Linked DNA regions of Pan troglodytes: region 1 is linked to region 2. A link is a contact called in public Hi-C data. All regions are on one chromosome and are shown on one strand. Each heading gives the region's core, a stretch centred on a gene start, on an enhancer-like site or on the middle of the called end of the contact. The rest is flanking DNA. Distances are from core to core; before and after follow the strand shown.

Region 1 (5,838 bases), core at 3,333-5,832, 180 kb before region 2:
GCCCTGTGGCTGTGGTCATGGCAATATGGATTTACTGGCGGTGCTTTCTGAAGCTGTGGATGCAATTCTCACAAGTGGCCACATGGTGTCAGGCTCGGGCCAGATTTGGAAATCTCCGCTTTACAGGTGGAGCAGGGTGGGGCTGGGAAGCGAGTTAAGAACGAAATTCAGCCCATCTGGGCTCATCCTAGGGACGCTGTCTCTGAAAGGGGGTCTCAACGTTCTGCCCCGGGCCTCTCAGTAATATATCTCATTTTATATTCATGCTAATGTAGTGGTTTCCTCTCTTAGAACAAAACGGATGCTTCAGAAAGGTGTTCCAGACCTATCCTGTGGCTTAGGCCCTAAGCTTTAGGATGCTCACCAGGCCACAGCCCCCTCGGGTTAGGAGACACCCGAAGGGAGGAATTCCCTCAGCGCCCCCTCTCAGTCCTGTAATGCCAGGACAGAAGCAGATAAGAGCCCCGGTTCCAAACACAAAGGTGCAGGACCCATGGCACCCTGACACTGTAGGGAGGCGTCCTGACTTTGTCCCCAGAGTCCCCCTCCAGAGTGCCCCAAATTGCGGCGCCCAAGACCTTTGGGTTATGCCACTGTAATTCTAGAAATGGCCGCCAGGGGTCAGCATAAGGCCACTTAAGAAGCTAAATGGCGAAAGCTTGGTGTAGCAGATTTCTGGGGGTTCCCAAGACTCTCATGCATGAACAAGGGTGGGCTGAGCCTCTCCCAGGCCTAAGAGGCAGTGGAGGAAGGAGGTTTTTCTATGTCGTGTCCCTCAATCCTGCACCCCAGTTTTTGTCCATTTTGCGGTCCCTCTCACCTGTCTCCATAAAGCATGTGTCCCCCAGACCCTTGCGTGGAAAATCTGTGGAATGTAGTGCTGTGGGGCCACAGCCCTCACACCCGAACCCACTGATCCCCAATGCCTCTAGTCCTGCCTCGGTGGCACCATGGCTTAGCTGCTCCCCGGGGGCCCTTTCTATCCTGACCGCTTCTCCCTGCTCTCCTTCTCCTGTTTACACACCCTGGGTTCCAAGATCCTGATGGGATAAAATAGCCTTGGAGACTAGAGTGAGCTCCTCCTGGGCCCATCCAGAGACGGAATTCCAGTCCAGGGCAGAGTTTGGATTCAAGACACCATTGTGGGCCTGGGAGGCTCCAGGTTTCCAGGAGTTTGACCTGTGGGCTGCTTCCCTTTCAGCCCCGTAGCTGCCCACCTCCTCAACCTGGGGACTCTTCATTTGGGGGGCATCCCATGGAATCACTTCATCTGGCTGGGTGTCAGCCCGTCACTCTCTCTAGGTCCATCTGCAGCTTGGAAAGTCCCAGCCAAGTGTCTCCAGAGGGCTCTGGCAGTCGCTGTTTGCAACATTTGGGCATCTTGCAGCAGACACTGGGACCAGCACATGCTACGGGGTCTCTAAGCCATAGAGCCCCGGAGCAAGGGCTGCTTCATGCTGACCTCCTTGTATCTTTGTTTTGTTTCTTTCCCTGAGTCTTTGTTTTGTGCTTTCTCTTCCTGCAGGCTTGAGGAAGAGGTGTCGAATTCCCAGTAAGACTTGATCTAATCCAATGGGTGATTCTATCTGAGCCCTCCCTGAGCTGCTGCCAGCTCTGAGTCTGTGCTTTAGCTGGAAAGACTGCGAACCCATTCAGTGCTCTGGACCTGACAGGGCCATTAACATCCCTCCCCACTCAAAAGCCGAGTGAAAAATCCCATTTTCCCTCCTCCCATGGGAGGGCATGGCTCTGGGGCATCTACGTCTTATTTGAGACATCCCCCAACACATGCCAGATTTGAATCCCCTTCAAGTCTAACTCTCTTCCCTGCTGAAATCCTTGTTATCCCCACTAGATGTCCTATTCCTCCAGCTAATGAAGGGATTTAAGACGAGGGCTTGAAAGAAAAAGGGAGAGGGGACAATTAAATCCCAACACAGGCTAGTAAAACTAATCACACTGAAGGTGGTTGGGGTGCATGGATGTTGGGAGGGTAGGGACTGGTGGCTCTCTGGAAAGTACACGTCTTTGCCTCTTCCTGAGTCTTTGCTAGCTTGGGGAAGAGGTTAGAAATTTCCAGTGTGATTTAGTCCAATCTGGTGGATGCTTCTATATGAACCCTCACCCAGCTGCTGCCAGCTTTGAGTCTGTGCTTTAATTAGAAAGGCTGCGAACCTGTCCAATCGCCCAATCCAGAAATGCCTGCAAGTGCCCCCTGCAGCAGTGTCATTAGAGCTTAGTACCACACAGGGTGTGTCCGAGGTCAGATCAGACGTGACCAGTGAAGTGAAAACCCCCCCAGCTGAGTACCTTGCTCATGGAAGATGGAAGGACCTAACTGCACAGTACATAACTGTACTGGGAGCACCTCAAATCCAATTTTTCTGCTCATTCTTGAATGCTGCTTTGTCCCCCTTATCCCCCCCCCCGATTTTACCAGTGCCACGTCCACCAACATTCCGGGGTGTCAAGTAACTGCCAAGTGTCACTCTAAGTAAAGCTACACCCACTCCCCACCACCTCCACATAGCCCCCACCTCCTAGCTGGCAGGGAGCTTCTGGCTTATGCCCACGCCCACAGGCGCCTTTCTGCCAGGTCAGGGGTGGGCCAAACCTCCACCCCCTAATGTACCATGCCCTGGTGCTGGAAAGTGCCTGAGCCAGCTGCCCCAGCGGCCTCAGCACTACCAAGTTGGCACAAAGCTCCCCAAATTCGGAGGGGCTCAGGGAAACGAGTGGAGGGGATGAGGAGGTGAGGGGTAAACCCATCATTTCAGTTGGCATTTGAGCAGGTGCCATGCTCAGCGGAGATGAGGCTCTCCCATCTGTAGGGGCCGTATTAACATGCACACTCTAAAAGTGCCCTTCGTGTCTCCAGCCTCAGCTTTGTCCCTCTCCTCCTCCACGTCAACCTGGCCAGAGGGTCTGGACGCCACAGCCAGGGCACCCCCTGCTTTGGTGGTGACTGCTAATATCGGCCAGGCCGGCGGATCATCATCCAGGCAGTTTCGGCAGAGAGCCTTGGGAACCAGTGACTCCCCGGTCCTCTTTATCCACTGTCCAGGAGCTGCGGGGACTGCGCAGGGACTAGAGTACAGGTAACTGGGCTCCCATCCCTTGAGCGTGAGAGAAAAGCTGCACTTTAAGTGTTCAGGCGTGGGTGGGCCGGGAGCTTGGGGCAGCTGCCAGGATCCTGGTTTCTGAAGGAGGGGAAGAACTGCTGCTGCTGGAGGGTGCAGGGAAGCCTCCTGAGAGCAGCCTCAACTTCAGGGATGGGGTGTGCAGGAAAGGCCATTGTGGAGAGGGTTCTTCTTTAGGGCTGCACAAAGCCACTGAGGCTTTTGCAAGGAAAATAGGTTTTCCTTGACTAATTCACCAAGCAAAATGGGAGGGGTAGGGGAGGAGGGCTAGGCTGCTCTTCCCAGCGGGAACACACAGCTGTCTTCACAAGTGTGAAAGGAAGAGTCTTTCTGTGTGAAAAGTTTCCTCCCGTTGCATCCCCCATCCCATTCCCAGAGACAAACAGGAGACTTTGCAGAGGAGCCAGGGGCCCGAGATTCTGGCGCAGATATTTTATTTATATATATATATATATATATACACCATTTTAAAGGTAAAGCTTCCTTCCCTCCTGCCTCCCTATGCCTCCTGACCACCAGCAAGAAATTGGACAGGAGACTGAGGAGAAATGCCGGGAGAGGCAACAACGGCCCTCCATGTCCCCCTAGGTTTAGCTTCTCTCCTCCTGATGGCGCACCTGGTCCCCCTTGCTGCCCTCCCAGCCTCCCTGGCACAGAGAGGGGCCCTGGGGCCAAGGCAGTTTCCCTGGGAATGCTCATTCATGCATGAAGTTTTTCTCTGTTGCACCCTGGACCCAGACTCCTCAATCCACCCAGGGTGGTGTCTGTGGGGCGGGGGTTCATTTCCCCAGGAAGCACAGCCACCCCCTCCCTCACTGGCCTCGTCAAGCAGAGCTGTGTGTCCAGTGGCTTTTGCTGGGGCCCCCTCCTTATCTCCTTCCAAGGTGGGGGTGTTTGGAGGTGGAGGAGGCTTTCATATTCTGTGCCATGACCCCTCAAGGCGGGCCATTCGTGTGCACCCTCCACCCCCAGTGCCAGGCAGAAGCCCATCCTCACCCAGGAACAGGGCAGCTGTCCAACAGAAGGGTCTCGGCCTCTCCATCAGCACCGGGAAGCCCTTTCTAGGCAAACTTCTCACCACTTCTTCCCTCCCTTATACTTTGAAAACGGGAGCTCTAGGCGGGGGAGGGGCTAGAGGGGGAGCCGCTGCCCAAATCCTGACAAGGTGACCTGAAGGAACCCGGGGAGGGGGATGGCACAGGGCTCAGGCTTGGGGTGTATGGGGAGGGGGGGCTTTGCTTTTAAAAGAGGTCATCTCAGCAATATCTTTTTGTTTTTCCCCAGGGGCCGAAGAGTCACCACCGAGCTTGTGTGGGAGGAGGTGGATTCCAGCCCCCAGCCCCAGGGCTCTGAATCGCTGCCAGCTCAGCCCCCTGCCCAGCCTGCCCCACAGCCTGAGCCCCAGCAGGCCAGAGAGCCCAGTCCTGAGGTGAGCTGCTGCGGCCTGTGGCCCAGGCGACCCCAGCGCTCCCAGAACTGAGGCTGGCGGCCAGCCCCAGCCTCAGCGCCAACTGCAGAGGCAGAGAGGTGAGTGTCTCAGGCACCCTGAGGCCTGGCAGAGAGGGCCACAGGCTCTGCGCGGGAGTCTTCGAACTGGGATCTCCCCCTTCTGCAAGCAGCTTTGGCTCAGAGAGGCTGGCGTGGATTCAGTCACACAGCTGGGATCTGGAGTTCCGTGGTTGGCTCCAGGTGCTTCCGTCCAGGGGCCAGAGCAGGTGTGGGCAGAGCAGGTTCCCCGCAGTCTCCACGGCACCGAGGTCCTGGCAGGGGAGCTCCTGGGAGAGGAAAGAGGGCAAAGAAGGGGAGAGGGGCAGGGAGAGAGCGGGCAGCCAAAGGGGAGAAGATGGGGGGCAGAAAGTGGGTAGAGAGGGAAAAAGGGAAAATATCATTGGGGAAGAACCCAAAAACCCAAGGAAAGCTGGGCTCTGCTGGGGGCTGTGAGACCCCCGGGTTCTCCCCGCCCCAGGCTGCTGGCCATGGGGTCTTGCACCAATGGCCTGACCTTTCTGTCAGTCTGTATTTATCAAAGTGGGTGACAGTCTCAGGCCTCCTGGCTGTTCAGAATTGAGGTAATAACCAGAGGCCTTCTGAGCAAAGGGCCTAAGGGGCTCCGGCGTCAGGATCCCATTGCGGTCAGGAGCCTGCGGGGCTTCCCGTGTGCAAGGGGGGTGAAAGGTGGCTAGAAAGGCCCAGCCAGTGGCTTCTGCCTCAACCAGAGGGAGCTCTGTAGTGGGGACAGCACCCATTCACTGGTCAGGCACTGGGGTGACAGGGGAGGCTCCAGGACTTGGGGAGCGTTGGAGCTGGAGGCACATGGATTGGAGTCCCTGCACCTGCCCCACGACAGGGCCTGCAGGCAGGGATCCAGCAGGTGACCCTTCAGGCTGGTTTGCCCATCCCAGATAGAAGCCGGGAGTGTTCTTTCAAAGGTGTCTTTACCTTAGACACTCAATAAAATGGTAACACAGTGGCGCCGCCTCAGTCCTTTGGAGTGTGCACCGTCTGAACCCCTCTCCCAGGGCCCTCTCCCAAGCACCCCAACCTGGACCCATATCCCCCACATACTTTTGGCTTTGGGCAGATTGAGCAGCCTTGGGGTGGTCTGTGCTGTCTGGTGTGGAGGGTTGCAGTTCGGGTCCTTAGTCTGACTTCCCAGGCCGGCCGGGCTGACGCCAGCGAGTGTGTCCTTCCCCAGCGA
Region 2 (6,140 bases), core at 148-2,647:
CAAAGAACAAAATGGGGAGAGCAGGGCCTGGGCTGAACGGACCACAGGCGGGTGGGCGGAGGGGCACAGCGGCATGGCACCCACTGCCAGGCCGAGGGCAGCTGCAGGGGGCTGGGCTGGAGCAGACCCGGGGTGGGGGTGGGGGCTGGAGGAGGCTCTCACGGCCGGAATCAATAACTCACACTGGGGGAGGGCGGGAGACGTTTGTGGCGGAGCGGGGAGGGGGTGCCGGACAGGGTGTCCCTCCACCCCCAAGTTCAAAGTTTTATGGCGAGCAGGCTTGACTTCCTCCCGCGTCCCTCCTCTCCAGGTGTTATTTGAAAAAAATACTTTTCAAACTACATGCTGAAAACTTCAGCATGAAAATTTAATGTCAGAAACTCTGTAATCTCTTTCCCAGAGATAAGACCCAGCCCCTCGAGGAGGGGCGAACTCGATCCCTCTAACACAGAAAGCAGACGCCAGGCCGGGAAGGCAGGGGCCTGGCGGCCTCGCTGGGGGAGGCTCAGGCTCACGCTCCCTCCCTCCCACCCGCGGCTGGGAGGGGGTGACTGAGAGAGGCCCTGCAGGGCTGGAGCTACAGGGCTGGGGCGAGGGGTCCGGCAGGAGGGGCCGTCCTAGTGCAGCCTGCAGGCCTCGGGCCTTCGGGAAGCACATCCTGCCGCTCTCCCGCGTGCACCCCGCTCCCCGGAACTTGGAGTGGGTGCCGCTGCTGCCAAGGCTCGGGTTTCCATGACGGCTGAGGCCCCTGGCCCTCTCACTCAGACCCTAACTTAGGCCTCACTGAGGGATCAGGTTGTGGACAGCTAAGCTGGGGAAGGACAACGTGGCCACCACCGCCCACGGCCTTTCTGACCGGCAGCGCCGCCCTGGGTTGGGTGGTGGGGGCGTCCTGCACACACGACTCCTGAGGTCAAGCCTGGGTGTGGGGGTCTTGGACTCTGAGCTGCCAGGCCCGCCAGGTCCTGGCCTCAGGGAGACGGGAACAGAGCTGCCACACACCCGGCTCTTGACTCGATTTCTCTGTGGGTGACAGACATAACTTCTCCAAGCTGTTTCCAACAGCCCCCACCCTGAAGACGGCCTCCACCTCAGACATCAGACAACGCCCCGAGCCCCCCCTGCCCAGGGCCGGGAGGGCAGGCTGCCCGGAAGGAGGGTGGGGCTGCCCGGGGGCTGGGTGTGCGCTCCAGACCTGTGTTCTGGGACTGCATTCCGGGGGAGGGGGTGGTGGGAAGGCGCCATGTGGAGCAAACCGGCTGGGCTGGGGGCAGGAGGCCCCCCAAGCGGGGAGAGGGAGGCGTCCGACCGACCGCACTGCTCTGCTGCCCCCACCAGGCAGGCTGAGGCCGGCGTCCCTGGAGACCGGGACCTGGTGGCCCAGCCCAGCACTCCTGAATGAGCCTGAGGCCCCCGTGTCCTGAGAGGCAGGGGGCTCCCTCCTTTGTAGCGGAAGGAGACAGAGGCCTCCTAAAGGGGCCGGACGCCTGCCCAAGGCGCTAATCGCCTGGAAGCTCCCAGAATGTGGGTGTGGGAGAGGCCAAACTGCTTTCTCCCCAAACTCCAAGATGCTGGGCGACCCTGAACCCGGGCCTGGGGACTTGGCCATGTCTGCCCAAGCCCCCTACCGGCCCCCCCATGTGCTTTGCGTGGTCCGAGCCCAGCGGGTGGGGCAGGGCTGGCTTGAGGCTGCCGAGAGGGTTTCTCCCCAACCGTCCTGCCCCCTCCAGGGGACATGGAGAGCCAGACTGGTCTGTTGTCCTGTGTTTGCCTGCCTCTCCCGGTGTTGCCATGGTGATGACACCAGGCATGGCTGGGAGGGGTCATACCTCAGGCAGACCAAGAGTCCTGCGTGTCCACCACAGATGGCACCCCCTCAGGATGCCCACGCCCTGGCCCCCGGCTCCCAGGCCTTGTCGAGAATGTTCCATGAGCCTGACGGACAGGCACAAGGTCCAGCGTGTGAGGCCCAGGCCGCTGCTCCAGCGCCTGCCCTTGCATCCCCACAGCACCCCGCCCAGCCACCCTGTCTGTCCTCGGGGGCCCCCCAGCCGTCTCAGGTCCAGGCTGCTGGGTGTGAGAAGCGCCCTGGGTTTCTGCTGTGTCCCTGCCCCCTGACGAGGAGCACGTCTCTTCCTGCACCCACAGCCCCACACAGCCCCTCCACGCCCCAGGGTCCCCCAGCCAACCCAGGGTCCTATCTGCTGCTTGCAGCTGAGCCTGCGGCGGGGGACCCCAGGCAAATATGAGGAAGCCTGGGCAGAAGGTGGCCCCTGCAGAAGCTGCTGCCCACGTGCCCCCGCCCCATGCTGCCAGGAGAGGCTCGGACCTCAACAACTTGGGAGTGGCAGAAATGGTCTCTGCATGACCAGTGCGGCCCCTTCTTAGCCCCTTCCTGGGGGTTCCGGAGGGCCTAGCAGCTTCCCTGGCTGGGGGCTGAGGGGCCTCCGGGCGGCGACTCTTGGAAAAGCCTGAGGTCAGAAGAGTTCAGAAACGGCCGTGCTGGCTGGGTCCTCTTGACTGATGTGGACAACTGTGTCCCATCTCCCTGAGCTATTTCTGTTTTCGCAGGAGTCAGGGGAGGGCTGGAACTCTGGCTTCCCGGCATCCCGGCGGGCAACCAGATACCCTCAGATAAAGGGCATTCCTGGAGGCCTTCATCACGCTCCCCGGGCAGCTGCTGGCCCCTCACCCTGCACAAGTGGGCACGTCCTCCCTGAGCCCCGAGGGAGGCTCGGAACACATAGTTTCCCTGTTATGTACCAGCTGAGGGGCCCGGGTGGATTTAGCTGGGGTGAGGCCCAGGGGCCCAGGCGAGCAGGGGATGTTCTGGTAGGGAGGACATGGCTGAGATGGGAAGAGCAGCTGGTCCTAAGCCCCACAGGGCCCCCCCACAGGGTCCCCTCAGGGCCCCGAGCCTGGGTTTTATTTTGGGAGGCACCTTCTAGAGTGTAAGCTGCCTCATCCCGCGGGCACGCGTGGGGTCGCCCAGGACCTAGGGGATCCTTCAGCCGGCTGTCCAGCTCCGGGACTCTGGGTTCCCGGGAACCCTTGGGGGCTGATGTTCTGAGCATGCTTGCTCCGCAGTGTTCTCAGCCACACCTGCACCCTAGCAGGATGCCAGAGGGCTTTTCCCAGACTTCAGAGCTGAGGCCCGGGCCTGGCGGGCGCCCCCTCCTCCAGCAGGACGGGAACCAACCATTCACTCAAGCCACGAGCACCCCATGGGCTGCCCTGAAGAGCTGTTGGGAGGAGAGGGTCCATGATCCCAGGCTCTGAAGACCTCTGTGCCCAGCAGCGGGGCCTCTGGAGGGTGAGGAGGGATGCGTATCAGGAGCAGTCCATTGCCGGCTGGTGGGGTTTGTTTTGTTAAACCGAAAGAAAAACAGCAGCAGCAGCACAGAGCCCCGGGGCAGCTGACCTCCTGAAGCCAGGCAGGGTGCCTGGGCAGGGCCCCAAAACCACAGAGGAGCCCCAGCCAGCCCTCTGGGGAGCAGGGTCAGGCACCCCGACAGAGACTGACCAGGACACACGACCCGGCGGCCCTGCAGCCCCCCAGCACCTCCTCACTGGGGACCAGCCTGTCGGCAGGAGGCAGCCCTGGGGGTCGGGGACACAGTCCCAAGGAAGGCTAGGACCTGGAACGCTCCTTAAGGGAGTGAGACACCCCTGGGGGGCAGAGCTAGGCCCTGACCAGGGTGGGGACTGGCGGAGGAGCTGAGCTGGCTCCAATCGGTGCATGGCTGGCTGTCTAGGGGCAGCACAGAGGGAGGTCCCATCCCAGGCCAGCAGTGGCAATGCCATCTCTGAAAAACGGTCCGTGCCATGAGGCCTGAGCCTCCGGTGCCCTTGCCTGGCATGCTCTGCCACACCGTGGCCGCGTGAGGGACAGACAGCGCGGGACAGAGTCCCACCTGGCAGGGAGGTGGCGGGCTTGCCATGCGCCAGCAGGCACCAGGGGAGGAGGGGCTGGGTATCGGGGGCGGGGACCCTCAGGGCGAAGCTCGATGTTAGGCGGGCTTCTTCTGGAGGCCCGTGTCTCCTGGGCAAGCATTATCATCTCCACGTTTTATTTTATTATATTATTATTTATGTATTTATTGAGACAGAGTCTTGCTCTGTCACCCAGGGTGGAGTGCAGTGGTGCAACCTCCACCTTCCAGGTTCAAGTGATTCTCCTACCTCAACCTCCCGAGTAGCTGGGATTACAGGCGCCCACCACCACACCTGGCTAATTTTTGTATTTTTAGTAGAGATGGGGTTTCTCCATGTTGGCCAGGCTGGTCTCGAACTCTTGGACTCAAGTGATCCACCCACCTCAGCCTCCCAAAGTGCTGGGATTACAGGCATGAGCCACTGCATCTGGCCTCGTCTCCACATTTTAGACAAATCAAGACAAAGTGACAGCCAAGGGCCTCAGGCTTGCAAGGCAGCAGCTCAAAGTGGAAACCCGGACTCCTGGCCCCTCACCCAGGCCGCACACCCATAGCCAGGCCTCCCTCCCAGAAGCCGCCACCAGGCCTGCTCCGGGGCCCCAGCTTCCTGTGCTCCCGGTCCAGGCGGTGGCCATTGTCTGCCAGCCATTAGGAACCAGCTGGGGGAAGTGCCATGCCCCAGCCCCTGGGCAGCCCATGTGTCCCTCCTACACCCGTGGGCAGGGCCCTCGAGTCCCAGGTCCCAGTGGCCAGCCATCGGTCCTCTCACTAACTGCAGGATGGCCACTGAAGGCCAGAAGGGTGGGGGCCTTGGGGGCTACCCGAAAATCTCTCCCACCATGGCCCAGGCCCATGGGCGTTCTGTGGCTCCAGCCTGTGGCTCAGGGTGGGTGGTTGGGGGGCTGGGTTTTCTGACCCCGGTGGTGGTGAACGAACAGCAGACCCCCGTCTACGCCCCCGGCCTGCCGGCTCGCTGGCCTTCCTAATGAGCATGTGTTTCCAGAGCCCTTTGATCTGGGGCTTTAATGACCATCCCCTACCGAGGAGCCACCAATCAATGGGTCCGCCCCCTCCCCAGTGTGTGCACAACCAAAGCCGGGCTTATCCAGGCCCCCTGACCGGCAGCCCTGAGGCTGAGGGCTCCCACTCCCGCCCGGGGTCACCAGGATGTTCTCAGGTGGCATTCCAGGTGGGACGAGCCCAGCTCCTCCTCAATGCCTCGATGCCCACGGCCAGGCCCAGCTGCCCTGGGGTCATCTGGGCACCTCCTGGCCCATGATGGGGGAGGGAGTGGCCGAGCTGTGCTGGCTCCCACCTTCGGGCACCGGGGGGTCTGCTCGGAACATGGAAAGAAGACAAGACATGGCCTCAGCTCTGACTCAGGGCATGGGAGCAGCCTGCGCTTCACACGGTCGGTCCCCCACTCTGCTTGGGGGGCCCTCCTCCCGAGCTCCATCCTGGATAGGCCAGGGCCCTCTCCCCGTGGGGTCTCCAAGCCCCAACACTCGGCCCGCAGTGTCCGGCGGGTGTGCCATCCATACTGTCCTGCTGGCAGGAGCCGTGCCCTCCGCTGGCCCTGAGGAGACTGCTGCTGCTATTCCCGCCACTGGGGACACCCTGACTACCAAGCGTAGTTAACAAAGTGGGGGGCGCAACAGGCTGTGTCTCCAATGTGGCGATGGGGGGACCCACGCTGTCCCTGCCGATGGGGAGGCGAGGGCCGCAGGGCAAGGTGGGAGCCCCAGGGGGGACTGCAGGGGTCCAGCTCTTTGGGGCCACCCTTCCCCCAGGGCACCCCTCACTCGCGCCCACGCACGCGCAGACGGGAAATGAGACCTGCGAGGCCGGGCTCGGCCCTCCCCTTCTCTGGCAGCAGGCATGGGGTTTTATGAGTGCTACAAATCAGATATCACACAGTTTGGGGCTGACATGGTTTTTGTAAGAATTATTTAAGGCCCTGGCCGCCGGTAAAGTCCCAGGGAGAATGGGGCAGGGCGCACCCAGCTGCTGGGGCCGTCGGAATTCCAAACACTTCGTAAAGCTAAGGTATGAGCCGCGAGCACCTTGTTCTGTTTAACAGGCTGCTTCACCCCTGCCCTGGGCCGCGCGAGGGCTGCCGGGAACACCTCCCCCAGGCCAGGAGGAGGGGGCCGCCCGCAGCTGTGAAAGCTGGGGCCTGCCTGGGCGGCCCTGGCTCCAGGCTGA

What was found. Hi-C and Micro-C count contacts between places; a contact is called where the count stands out from the background.
Region 1: a contact with region 2 is called in a Hi-C map of stem cell-derived neural progenitor cells, with 4 times the contacts expected there. The contact joins the promoter of IGF2 here to the enhancer-like site in region 2. A contact is called at or near these places in 3 of 7 Hi-C or Micro-C datasets (induced pluripotent stem cells and stem cell-derived neural progenitor cells).

What each region holds. Positions count from the first base shown.
Region 1 is chr9:6,413,575-6,419,412 of NHGRI_mPanTro3-v2.0_pri, reverse strand. IGF2 (insulin like growth factor 2) reads left to right here and starts at 4,582. Exons shown (of 4, transcript XM_016920179.4): 1 at 4,582-4,667. It overlaps IGF2-AS (IGF2 antisense RNA), which reads right to left. Exons shown (of 3, transcript XR_002938414.3): 2 at 5,706-5,838; 3 at 3,558-4,915. It also overlaps the pseudogene LOC134807324.
Region 2 is chr9:6,228,553-6,234,692 of NHGRI_mPanTro3-v2.0_pri, reverse strand. No RefSeq gene overlaps it. Among named protein-coding and RNA genes, the nearest start is that of MRPL23, 18 kb to the right of the region's middle. Within about 2 kb of position 1,397, at least 4 of the 24 cell types and tissues checked have an H3K27ac peak or open chromatin away from gene starts, as enhancers often do. A contact at or near this core is called in induced pluripotent stem cells and stem cell-derived neural progenitor cells, where this site is marked.